Linked DNA regions of Arachis hypogaea: region 2 is linked to region 1. A link is a contact called in public Hi-C data. All regions are on one chromosome and are shown on one strand. Each heading gives the region's core, a stretch centred on a gene start, on an enhancer-like site or on the middle of the called end of the contact. The rest is flanking DNA. Distances are from core to core; before and after follow the strand shown. Region 1 holds the start of LOC112755361. Region 2 has its middle 17 kb from the start of LOC112755362.

Evidence for each region. A called contact is a pair of places that touch in the nucleus more often than the background predicts.
Region 2: a Hi-C map of leaf shows a contact between it and region 1, with 2.0 times the contacts expected there. The contact joins the enhancer-like site here to the promoter of LOC112755361 in region 1. A contact is called at or near these places in 4 of 8 Hi-C or Micro-C datasets (leaf and an unstated tissue).

Annotation. Positions count from the first base shown.
Region 1 is chr16:140,741,301-140,747,373 of arahy.Tifrunner.gnm2.J5K5, forward strand. LOC112755361 reads left to right here and starts at 3,878. Exons shown (of 3, transcript XM_025803403.3): 1 at 3,878-4,171; 2 at 4,257-4,388. The coding sequence starts at 4,127.
Region 2 is chr16:140,776,811-140,782,883 of arahy.Tifrunner.gnm2.J5K5, forward strand. No RefSeq gene overlaps it. Among protein-coding and RNA genes, the nearest start is that of LOC112755362, 17 kb to the right of the region's middle. Within about 2 kb of position 3,586, at least 2 of the 3 cell types and tissues checked have open chromatin away from gene starts, as enhancers often do.

The sequences.
Region 1 (6,073 bases), core at 2,628-5,127:
TCCTTCATGACTTTCATTGAATATTTCTTTTTCTCAATTTAGTCTGTCTGTGTTTCATCAGTAAAAGACAAAATGTGAGGTTTTGTAAGTAAAAGCCAACGAGTGAAAAAAGGTAGAGAGTTAAAGAAAAAGCCATAATTATCCCAGAAATTATTTGTATGTATTTTTGTTTTGTTGTCATGATCCTGAGGGGATTCCCTTGCAAGTTGAGTTAGCATTTTGCGGTTGAAAGCTAAGTTTGAGTCCTAGTCAAGTTCAGGTTGGATTAGAATTTATACTTATTCCCTGACAAGTTGGGTGAGCACTTTGCTGTTGAAAGTTAGGATGAGACCTAGTCAAGTTCATGTTGGGTTAGAATCTGGACTTGTCCCAGATTGGATTAGGTAGATCCTAGGGAGAATTGGTGAATGTAATTCTGTTGAAAGATAGTAAAATTCCGTCACTGTTGTGATGGAAAATGGATGTAGGCTGCATTGCACTTAGCAGCCGAACCAGGATACATCTTGGTGTGATTCTCTCTTCTCTGGTTCGTTTCTGTTTCTGTTACTTAGGAGACAAAATTAAAATGTCTCTCAACTTGTTACAAGACAAAAGTGAAAATATCTTCTGAAGTCTGTTGAAAAAGTAAAAGGAATACTCAGTAGAAAAAGGAAGCTAAGATTCAACCCCCTTCTCTTAGCCACTGATTACCATCAACATTGTTATTTCGTTTATATTATAAACGAAATAAATGATAAGTTATGACATTTACATTATAAACGAGATATAGTACAACAAAATTTCAGCAGCTATTAAAGGATCTGCAACCATTTGTATTCTTCACAAACATTTCACTTCTTCTTCTCCTCCGCTTTTCTTCCAAAAATTAAGAGAAAATGTCTAGTATATATGTGATTGTAAGTATGTATCATAATTGTCATATGAGAAACAGTGCCACTAAAGTAAAATTTGAGTGTGATAATATCATTCTATTGCACATTCGGAGATTAAGTTCTTTGTTCAAGCTAAAGAGTCTAATATTGAGAAGCATTGGTACTAGAGGGAGTAAAGAGATTGGAAGAGTTGGATATAGGTTGTTAGTACTGATGGGAAATAAAGTTTTTCAGTTTTGTCTTTTTTGACTCTATGGCGATGAGCATGTGTGCCTCATGTTTGACCTCCATGGGAGAATCATGACGGAACAAGTGATGGAGCTTTTCGCGGAGGTTGGTAATGTTGGTGGCGGTAGATCTGGTACTCAAATTTTGTGCAGGATGACCCACCTCTTGCACCACCATCGATACACTGTGCTAGTCCAGTGGAAGACATGGGCGTGGACGGTGAGGAATCCGATGAGTAGTATGTAGCCGATAGCAACGATAGTGGTTCTTCTGAAGATGATGATGAGGAGGAGGAATTTGTACCAGAGACTTCAGTCGATGCATCAGTTCAGTATCTTCTTCCTGCGCTGTGCACCCAATTTTGGCTTTATCAACTGTACCCAGTCATTATCATACATTGGATCTGGACATGATGCACGAGAAAACTCTATTTTTCAATATGAGGGGATACAATTACAACATATTCGGTAGTGTGGAGTTCAAGGTTGACCACAGATTCAAAAACAGAGAGACAGTAATGCAAGGTGTGAAGAATTACAGCATTCGCAGAAGTGATGAGTACCGAGTTGTGGAGTCGGATCGATTAAAGTACCATGTCCATTGCCGGCAATTTGCATCAGGATGTCCTTGGAGTATCCATGTTGTCCTCCGGCAGAATCTCGGATATTGGCGAGTAGAGTTTAATTGTGTGTTATATTCTTATTTATCATATTTATTTTGGTTATAAATGCCTACCATGTATATTTTATTTCGTTAGGGAGGTGCGTAAATTTGAAGGTGCGGATACCTATTTAGCACCACCATGTCTTAGAATCATCAACAGTTGGATAGCAACCTTATATGTAGTGTCATCCTGATTCTGATATAGTCCAATCCATTAGTTAGTATACCTGTTTTACAAGGTGCAGTTAGGCAAAGCTATCACTTCAAACTCTCATACAAAAAGGTCTAGATGATGAAACAAAAAGCAATTGTACAGATATACAGTGATTGGGAGGAGTCATACAATAAGGTGTCGAGACTGCTCCAAGCATTGCAAAGTTGTTGCCTCGAAACAATATGTGATTTCAGGGTCGTACCGTACTATGATGTGCACTTGGTGGTCCGCAACTATAACAAATTTGATAAGGTATTCTGGGCTTTTTCTGCCTGTGTGGAGGCTTTCAAGCATTGCAAGCTCTTCGTCTCCGTTGATGACACACATCTGTATGGCAAATATCGCGGTGTGTTGCTTATCGGAGTGACACAAGACAATAACAGTAATATCCTTCCTGTGGCGTTTGCAATTGTTGAGTCTGAGGCTACAGATCCTAGTCGTTCTTCCTTACAAACTTGAGACGACATGTGACACTGCAAGAAGGCCTGTTGATTATATCTGATAAATCCCAAGCAATCAAGGCTGCACTGAGAGCCAACGATAGTGGTTGGAACCCTTCTAGAGCGTTCCATGCTTATTGTGTCAGGCACATGGCCGTGAACTTCATGTCTTGTTTCAAATCTACCAAAGCAAGCGATATCTCATAAATGTTGCTTATAGTCCAAGTAAGGTGGGGTATGAGTGGTACATGAATGCATTGAGAGGTTTGTCGTGTGAGATGACAGACTGGGCTAGTAGATTCAAAAAGAAATTATGGTTACAACACTGTGACGGCGGTCGCCGATTTGGGCATATGACAACGCACCTCTCTAAGTGCATGAATGTAGTACTTAAGGGTATGCGTTATTTATCGATTTTAGCAATCGTGTAATGTACTTACGAGAGGTTACAACAGTTGTTCGTCAGAAAGGGCGGAGAGGCACAAACACAATTGGCCGCGGAAAATCAATTTCCTCAGTGACGGGTAGCCGCCGTTGAGAAGATCAGGGAGGGGATCTCGAAGATGTGTGTTACGCACTATGGCAGGAGGGCTTCAGTGTTTGTGGTAGAGGAGTTAAATCCTTTCGAGGGTTGGTCTCAAGGTTCATTCCGTATTCGGTTGAATGCGGGCGCATGTGATTGTAATCTCTTCCAATCACTCCATTTCTCATGTCACCATGCACTTGCCGCCTGTACTGCTGCAAGTGTTAAGTGGGGAACATATGTTCATCCGGTAAGGCAAGAGGCTGTGTTCAAGGTGTATGAAGTGGAGCTCCCATCGATACCAGACGAGAAGCTGTGGCTGGAGTGGTACAGGACACGATTGCGTCCTAATCCATCCATACGCAGAAAAGCAACTGGGCCACCAGTTTTCACAAGGTTTCGTATTGAGATGGATAAAGGAAAGCGCCAAGAAAAATGGTATGAGTTATGTAGGCAAACCGAACATACTCAGAGAAGCGATTCCCAACAAGTAGGATATTTTATTTTTTAAATTTAAATCAATCCAATTCGATTTATAATTTAATCTAAAAAATTTTATGTACTCTTTTTTAGTACTAATTGATCAAACATATCTATTTTAATTTTTTTTACTAATTTTTTTTAGTACTAATTGCATGTTAAAAATTTGAATTATTAATATTATTTTAATCGCAAATTTTTTTATAATGATACATATATCTCGTTTAAACTGAAAACGAGATATATATTTTTTTCCAAACTACAAATATCGCATTTATAAACAAAATACGTATAAGTCAAATTAATTATCTCGTTAACGGTATAAACTAGATACATTTATAATTATTTCAATGTAAATGAGATAAGTCAAATTACATATATTTCGATAAATAAAATAATTGAATTATTTATTTGAAAAAAAATCCCTATTATTATTATTTTATTTTATTCGTGTTCAGAAAAATTGAAACCACGGTCTTACACTCTCAACGTCCCACCATAATTAAAAATTAAAAATAAATAAATAAAAAGAAGAAAGAAAGAGAGAAAGAAAAATCAGATTTTTCTGGCCCTGGGCTATCCATTTTGCTTCTTCTAGCTCGAACATCGGCACCGCGAATTCAGGACTTCACATAAACCTGAAAAGAAGAACAAAACAGAATAGAAAAGTAAGAAAGAAAAATAGCCCTTTGTTGGAGTCCAGAGAATGGCAATGGCGTCATGGAACAGTAGCCTTGGTTCGTATCAAAAGGTAACCATAATCTGATTTGTAATTTTTCCCCATGGATATAACTTTTGAGACTTGTCAATTTACCATATTCTCCTCTTTTCAGCAGACGATGGCGTTTGAGATTTCGTGCAGGAAGAGAGACAGAGAAAGAGACAGAGAACGGGGTAGCATCCATCCGTACAAAGTGGTTGAGATTACTCCTCCGCCCAAATGTCTTGGCGTTCGTTGCCTTCCTCCTGTAAGTGCCCACCCCCTCTAAAGTGGTTGAGTAATTCTTTCTACTAGGATTATTAATTATTATAATTTATATATAATATCTTTACCGTAAACCACTGTTTTTAAGAATTGATGAATTCTATGTGACCTTTTATTGTGATGTCTAAATTGTGTAACTTATTTTTAAAAATAAACAATAAAATGTTTAAAGTAAAAATAAAATATTTAAAATTTATTAAATATTATTTATTTATCTTTTTTAATAAGTTGGGTACAATATAATAGCACCATAGCATTCACCGACAGAATAACACCCTTATAGAATAAGTTGGTGTGACAATTTGTGTAGCATTTTTTATGAATGTTTGGTGTGCCCTGCAACCCTACATGAGATTTTTTTACTAGGTTTGCTGTGTTGGGTTTGGTAGTAGATAAGAGACAAATTGTTTCTGGCGCTGTGCAGTTTTCACCGGTATTTGGACTATTTTGTTGGAGCTTAATGCTCAAACTTTCAATGACAGGTTTTTAACAAGCATACTTTATGGGTTAGGATTATATGGTGCAAAGCTCATGAAGTCAAGTTGAGAAATTTGAAAGTTTTGTTTTATAGATAAATCTTTTAGTTTCTTTGCTTTTGTATAGGCGAATCCTTATCCCCCTGTCCTACTTATTGAAATTCTTCTTTTTCTCAAAAAGAAGAAAAGTTGGTCTGATAGAAAGAAAATTGAAAACCTGGTGATCACTGCCAAGTAGAAACTATTGTGGCTGAATTCTGTTTCTGTATTGATAGTTCTTGCAGAAGAAGAAATCATGTGCTGTTCAAAACTATTTCCGAAGCCGTGTAGACAGTTATGTGCTGTCATGATTAAAATCTACCTTATGAGACTTTGCTCAGAGAGTTGTGCTGTTGGAAATTGGAATCACTTCTAATAATTCCCATTCTAAGCCGTTAAGGTAAGAGTTAGGATAGTTGCTACTCGAAGTTTAACTGTCAATTATACTCCCACCTTTTTATAAAAGGTCTAGCAACAAGTTCATCAAAGACACTACTAGCATGATGTTTATCCAGTTAGGCTTGGATGATAGTGAATTAGTAAGAGCCAAAATTAACACCGGATGCGGTGATGACGAATAATGGAGTGAATTCAAGCATCATGAATGCCCCTTTGACAATGTTAGAAAAGTGCACAGTGCACACCATGGTCACATGGTTTAGGGAGGATGCTAGGATGAAGAGTCCGTCCTTGGTTGAGGGGCACAAGGTGTGATGTGCCATGGTAGATACTAGAGCAAGTGTCGATGATATTTATTGGGCAGCCATTAGGATGCTTGGCATCCTGAATGAGTGCTCATGAACTAGATATGTGATAAGTGAGTCCAATAAAGAATTTGTAAGATATCCCTAGGGTAGCATTGGATAACTGGTATATGTTTGCTTAAGTTTTAAAATAAACTTTAATTTCTGATCGTCAGAGATTTAAATGTTGACAATTCAATATATGAAAGATGTAAACTAATTTGATACTCATCAATGATTGAGCTAGTTTGCAAAACTATCCAAGAAACTATCCAGTTTGGTACTTTTGTCGAACTAACCAAATCCTTGATATTTATCGAATTAATTTACATCTTTTGTGGTTAAAAATTAAAATGATTCACACGGTCTTTTCTTTTTCATGAAAACAGATATGACAATCAGATTTGGAT
Region 2 (6,073 bases), core at 2,336-4,835, 35 kb after region 1:
GTGAACCTTTGAAAAGCAAAAAACATGAGTAAGCACGTGTTTCATTAACTCAGTACGTGTAGTCATTTCGTGCACGCGAGAATCTCGAGCACGAGAGAAATTGTCGCTCACGCGGAAAGCTCACTTAAGCGAGAAATACTCGCTCACACGAGGAACTCGCCCACGCGAGGAATGCTCGCCCACGCAAGGAATGCTTGCTCACGCGAGGTGCTAGCAAGCAATCTAATCGCTTCTCGAATTCACTTCTTTGCTCCATTCTTTTTGATCTTTCGAGACTGTTAATGTACCTTAACCCTGAAACACTTAAAAAAATTCATCATAGCATCGAATGACATAAAAAGAGATTAAAAAATTAATAATTAGGTACATAAAAAGTATATTTTTCAAAAACAACTTCATCAGAAACAAGATTCGAAAAACTTAATTAATTGAGCTGAAATTGTGTAAGATAGTTGATAAACTCTATACTTTTTGATATAATTCAGAATGATAAAATAAAGTTTATCAGGTGACAAAGCCAAGGATGGATGTGTGTATATATTAAAGGTTTAATTACTCTATTGGTCCCTATGGTTTCGCAAAATTTTTAATTAGGTCCCTATACTTTTTTTCTTTTAATTGAGTCCTTGCATCAAATTTTATTTTTTAATTAGGTCTCTATACTTTTTTTTTTATTATTTGGGTTCTTGTACCAAATTTTTTTTAATTGAGTCTCTATACAGTTAAACAAATTACTGTTAAAAAGAACCTAATTGAAAAAAAATTAGTGTAAAGACTCAATTAAAAAAAATATATAAAGACCTAATTAAAAATTTTGCGAAACTATAAGAACTAATAGAGTAATTAAACCTATATTAAACTACTGAGCTAACACTCTAACGATTTTAAAACTAAAAGTACAAGAAAGAAAAAGTGTATCTTGGTGAGTTATCTTCCACTTACAATTTTGTTTGTTTAATGATTTTAAGTTAGACGTGTGAAAGAGTGATTTGTGCTTAAACTGGTCGAAAAGTTAAGATTGTCAAATGGAAGTTCTTTTCGTTTATATTTGGCTTGTCTAAATCGGTGAGTTATACGGACTATTTCGTTTATTTTTTTTATTCAATGTCTCAATTTTCAAACTTGGACCATTTATAATTAGTTTGACGATTTAGACAGATTAATAAATTTATTTATATTTTATATTTTATTTTTTAAATAAATTAAATAATTTAGATAAAAAAATCATTTTTAAGTATTTTTTGGACAAAAAATACTATTTTGAACAAAAAAGTTCAATCAAACAGATTTTTTTTAGGTGGTAGATTCGGTTTTCAAGATAAAACCACATGAGTAAAATTAATTCTCTTTAATTTCAAATGATTGAAGAACAAATTTATCCCTTAAAATTATTTAAAATATATTAGTCATTAGAATTATTTAACATATTTAAATATTTATTATTTCAATTGTTTTAGTACTTATAAATATTTTTTTATATTGTATTATTTTACATAACCTTGAACAGACACACAGTTCTTTTTTTTTATTATTATCTCTTACCTTTTTAACATGGTATCCTTCTTGAAAAAGGTGGGTCATTTTTGTTCAAGTGAAATTATCGTATTTTTTATACTTTTTTATGTCATTTTTCTTTGTCTTTTATCATTCCTTTAATATTGTTTTTTCACCTCACCGATTAGCCTATTCTTTCTGACTTGTGTCTTTCCAAGTATAATGAATCAAACATCACTATTATTCGCTACTTACCTATTCTCACGGAGAAACCAAATATTTTTCGTCATCCTTTATTATTTTACCATCTCTTCGCAGTTTTTGGGTGGTTTACCATCTTTTCGTCAGTTTTGTCTGTGCTTTCCTTGCTACAATTTCGTTTGCACTTTTTTTTACTGTAGTTTCGTCCGTGCTTTTCTTATGACAGTTTTGTCTGCGCTTCCTGACGACAGTTCTGTCTACGTTTCTTTCTGGCAGTTTCGTTTACACTTCCATCAATTTATGCAGTTTTTTTTCTCTTTATTTCATTGTTTTAAATAAGTTTCAAACTCAAGTTGTCACTTGAGTTTGGAGAGATGCTAAAATATATTAAGATCAATTAATTTTCATTAAAATTATTTAACATATCTAAACATATATTATAAGATATTACGTCTTTATTATTTCAATTTTTTTAATACCTATAAATATCTTTTTATATTATATTATTTCACATAACTTTGAACAGACACAAATTATTTTTCTATTATTTTCTCTTACTTTTTTTACATAAAAGTAATTGTCAAAATTGTCATATCTCAATTGCAACCGCAATTAAGTCAAATTTTTTTATTACACATTTCGATTACTAAGTACTTGAAAAGTGAATAAATTCAACTAGTCCTCACAACACTCGAGATGTAATCTATTATTTAATTAAGAGTTTTGCTAACTTCTTCCTAAAGACATAGATTAAACACTAAAAAATATATTTTATAAAAATTATTGTAAAAATAATTTTTCTTTAAAAGTTTTAATGCATTGAATAAATAAAAATATAAAAAAAAATTATTATTATATTTTTAAAATGTGCATTTATGAGGCAGATTAGTTAAATTCTTTAATTAAATAGATAAATTGTCTCAAAATTATAGGTAAAACAATCCATTTTAAAATAGAAGGATGAATGTTTTTATATCTGCCCATGGTCAGAAAACCAGATCCACATTATTGCAGAAGCCACATGGTGGTTCTAAGTATTATTATTATTATTATTATTATTATTATTATTATTGTTATCATTAAATGAGAAATCGTGTGACTACGAGGTTATTAAAAGCTCTATTTGTGTTAGGTGTTGGTTGACTTGGTTCACGTTTAAACACATACATACATCAGATTGGGCGTTGTTAATTTGTTAGGCACTCATCTCTCTCTGTACAGAAGAGAAGCCATCAACATCACCCATGAGTCCCAACTTCAACTGCCGCAATGAGCTAGTTGAGTTCTTTTATTGTAGATTGAGTTTATGTTAATTTCATTTCTTCTCTTAATTTTTTCTATTCGCATGTGTTCTTTCACTTTTTTCACAACATGCTAAAAAGTGAATCCGTATTTCTTTTACAACCATGTTAAGTATATATTAAAATCAATTAATAAAATAATTATTAATATAAAATACATGTTAAAATATAAAATATATACTAAAAATAAGTTAAATAATATATATTTATGTACAAATTCATCATAGCTGATTTTAGTAGCTAATTTTATTATACATATAGTAAAATATTTTCAACTTTTAAAACTTAACAGGGACAACTTTGCTTAAATGATTGATCAGAAGGAAAATCAATTAAATTAACAACAGCATATAAAATTGATTTAATCTTAACACGACTTATCAGAAGTCACGAACTTACGTCAATGAAAACGAGATGCAGCATTAGTTTTTTTTTTGGGGGGAGGGGGGGACTTGTCAGAAGTCACGAACTTACGTCAATGAAAACGAGATGCAGCATTAATTTTTTTTTGAGCCTAAGCCTAAATGGTTAAACCTAAAAAGTAACGAACAAGAAGATAGGTTAAGGTCATGGATGTTGATATGATTTCTTAATGGGCCAATATCCAATCTAATTCACAGAATATGAAACTAGGCCATTATTTTCATGAAAGGGCCTCGTTTTATTCAACGGGCTAATTTCAAAAAGGGAGAGTCACATTAAAGAATCCTTTCTTGCAAGTTAAAAAAAGAAAAGAAAAATCCTTTCTTGGTTTAACTTTAACCAAATTAAAATATTTTTTAACTAAATTGAGTTGGTCTAGTGGTTAACTCATTAGTCCACTTAAATAAGTGTTATAGTTTGAATATCAAATCATGCATTAACTATTGTGCATACATTAGCCAATAACAAATCCTTATAATTAATAGTATTTATGATATAATAATTTAAAATTATTTTATCTTATTTAATAATAGATAAAAGATAGTATTCTCCCATGGTTATGTATAATGTATTAGTTTGTTTTTCTCTTGAGCCATGTGTCCCGTTATACAACCCAATAAAAAACTATTCCAATTGTTTAATATAGGTTAATAGTTAAATTAATTTTTAAAAAATTAATTATTTTTTAAATTTGTTTTTAAAAAATTATTAATTAAATTTATATTTAAAAAATTATAAATTAATCATATTTGTTTATTTGTCACTCTATTGATAGTTTTTGTTAATGATTAATAAAATAAAATATTAACTAATAGTATACATAATATCTAACACATCTAATTGAATATTGACTTTTATATATTTATAAATTTAGTTTATATTACCAATTACATAAATCGTAATTCTAATACAATCTTGAGATTAAATTTATAAATTTTTATAAATACATATAGTCAATGTTCAATTAAACATATTATCTATCATACATATTGTTAGTTAATATTCTATATGATTAATTATTGACAAAAATTGTTAATAAAATTATAGAAGAATAAACATAATTAATTTATACTCTTTAAAATATGAATTTAATTAATAAACTTTTTAAAAACAAAGAATAAAATCTATGAAAAATACAAACGCTAACAAATATACACATATAAGAAAGAAATGACATTTGTAACTACAAAAGATGAAAGTACCAAAACCTTAACAAATTATTCAAAAATTTCAAATTGTCCTTTTCTCTACCGGTCTCCAAATTACTCATGGCGTACTGCTGCACCTCTCCCTCCCCACCGCCACCGCCCCTACCAAATATGAAAAAAGTTATGGTGGTTCTAATCTTGGTGGTGGTTGGTGATGGCGGTTCAAACATTGACGAAATTGATGAGAGTAGAAATGTTGTCGAATTTGTAAAAAACGCAGAGTGCGATTGCAATTTCTCCGCAATAGAAGTAGTTGATTTGAATAGTCATGATGGGATCATGCTTTGGATTGTTCATATTGGTCCAGGCCAAATTGTGTAAAAACAGAGAAAACAGATTAGCTTGGATTGGATTGTTAAAAAAATGCTTGTTACTGATCACCATTGTTGTTGTTTTGTCTCTCTTATTCTTCTTCTTCTTTTTTTTTTGGCCTTCTTTCACTGTATTGCATTCTTCTATTTTTTTAGGGATTCAAGGTTTCTATTATTGTCTTCTAAAAAAATATTCCACTTCTACTTGGTATTTGGAGAAAGTGGCGTCTAGTGTTGATGTGAAATTGAAAATGGCAGGTGATTATTGTAAATAGAGAAGTAGCAGCCAATAATGACAGTAGCGGTGAGAGAGAAAGGTGTAACAGCATGCCATAAGTAATTTGGAAATAGTGGTAGAGAGAAGAATAATTTAAAATTTTTTAATATAAAATTTGAATATTTTTATTATACGAAAGACATCTTCCATAATTATAAATATCATTTATTTCTTATATAAATACAGTGTTTATGTCTTTTATGTATATATATAATAATTTATTTTTTTAAAAAATAAATCATCTCTTAAAAATTAATTTGACCGTTGTCTCCATTTAATATGCAAGATTGTTTTGTTTTTTGAAGCAAAATTAAGCAGGCATTGGTCGAACACTAATTATGTTGGTAAGGATGTAGCAGATATGATGGCTGAAAAATCCAAAGTGAGGTGGGGAAATTGGATTGGATACATCATGCTTCCTTTCTCCATTTCCTCACAACAAGATCTGTTGCAACATGTTCGCCAAGCAAAGGCTACCATTGACAGCAAGAAGCACCCATTGGAAGCTGTTAGCACTTAGCACCTAGCCAAATTCTTTAATATTTTATTAATTTTATAATTAAAATATATTATATAATAATTTTTTATTATAATTAAATTAATTTTTTTAATTTAAATTTTTTTTTAAAATTTTTTGTTTTATTATTTTTTATTTATTCTATTTTTCTTATATATTATTACTAATTACTAATTTAATAATTAAAATATAATATAAAATTTTTTATTATAATTAAAATTAAAATTTATTATATATTATTAATTTGACAAATAAAATATACCATATAACATTTTAGCTAATTACAATTGAAATAAAATATTTTTTTTAAAATTAAAGAAGTCACGGTCTATTTTCCATTC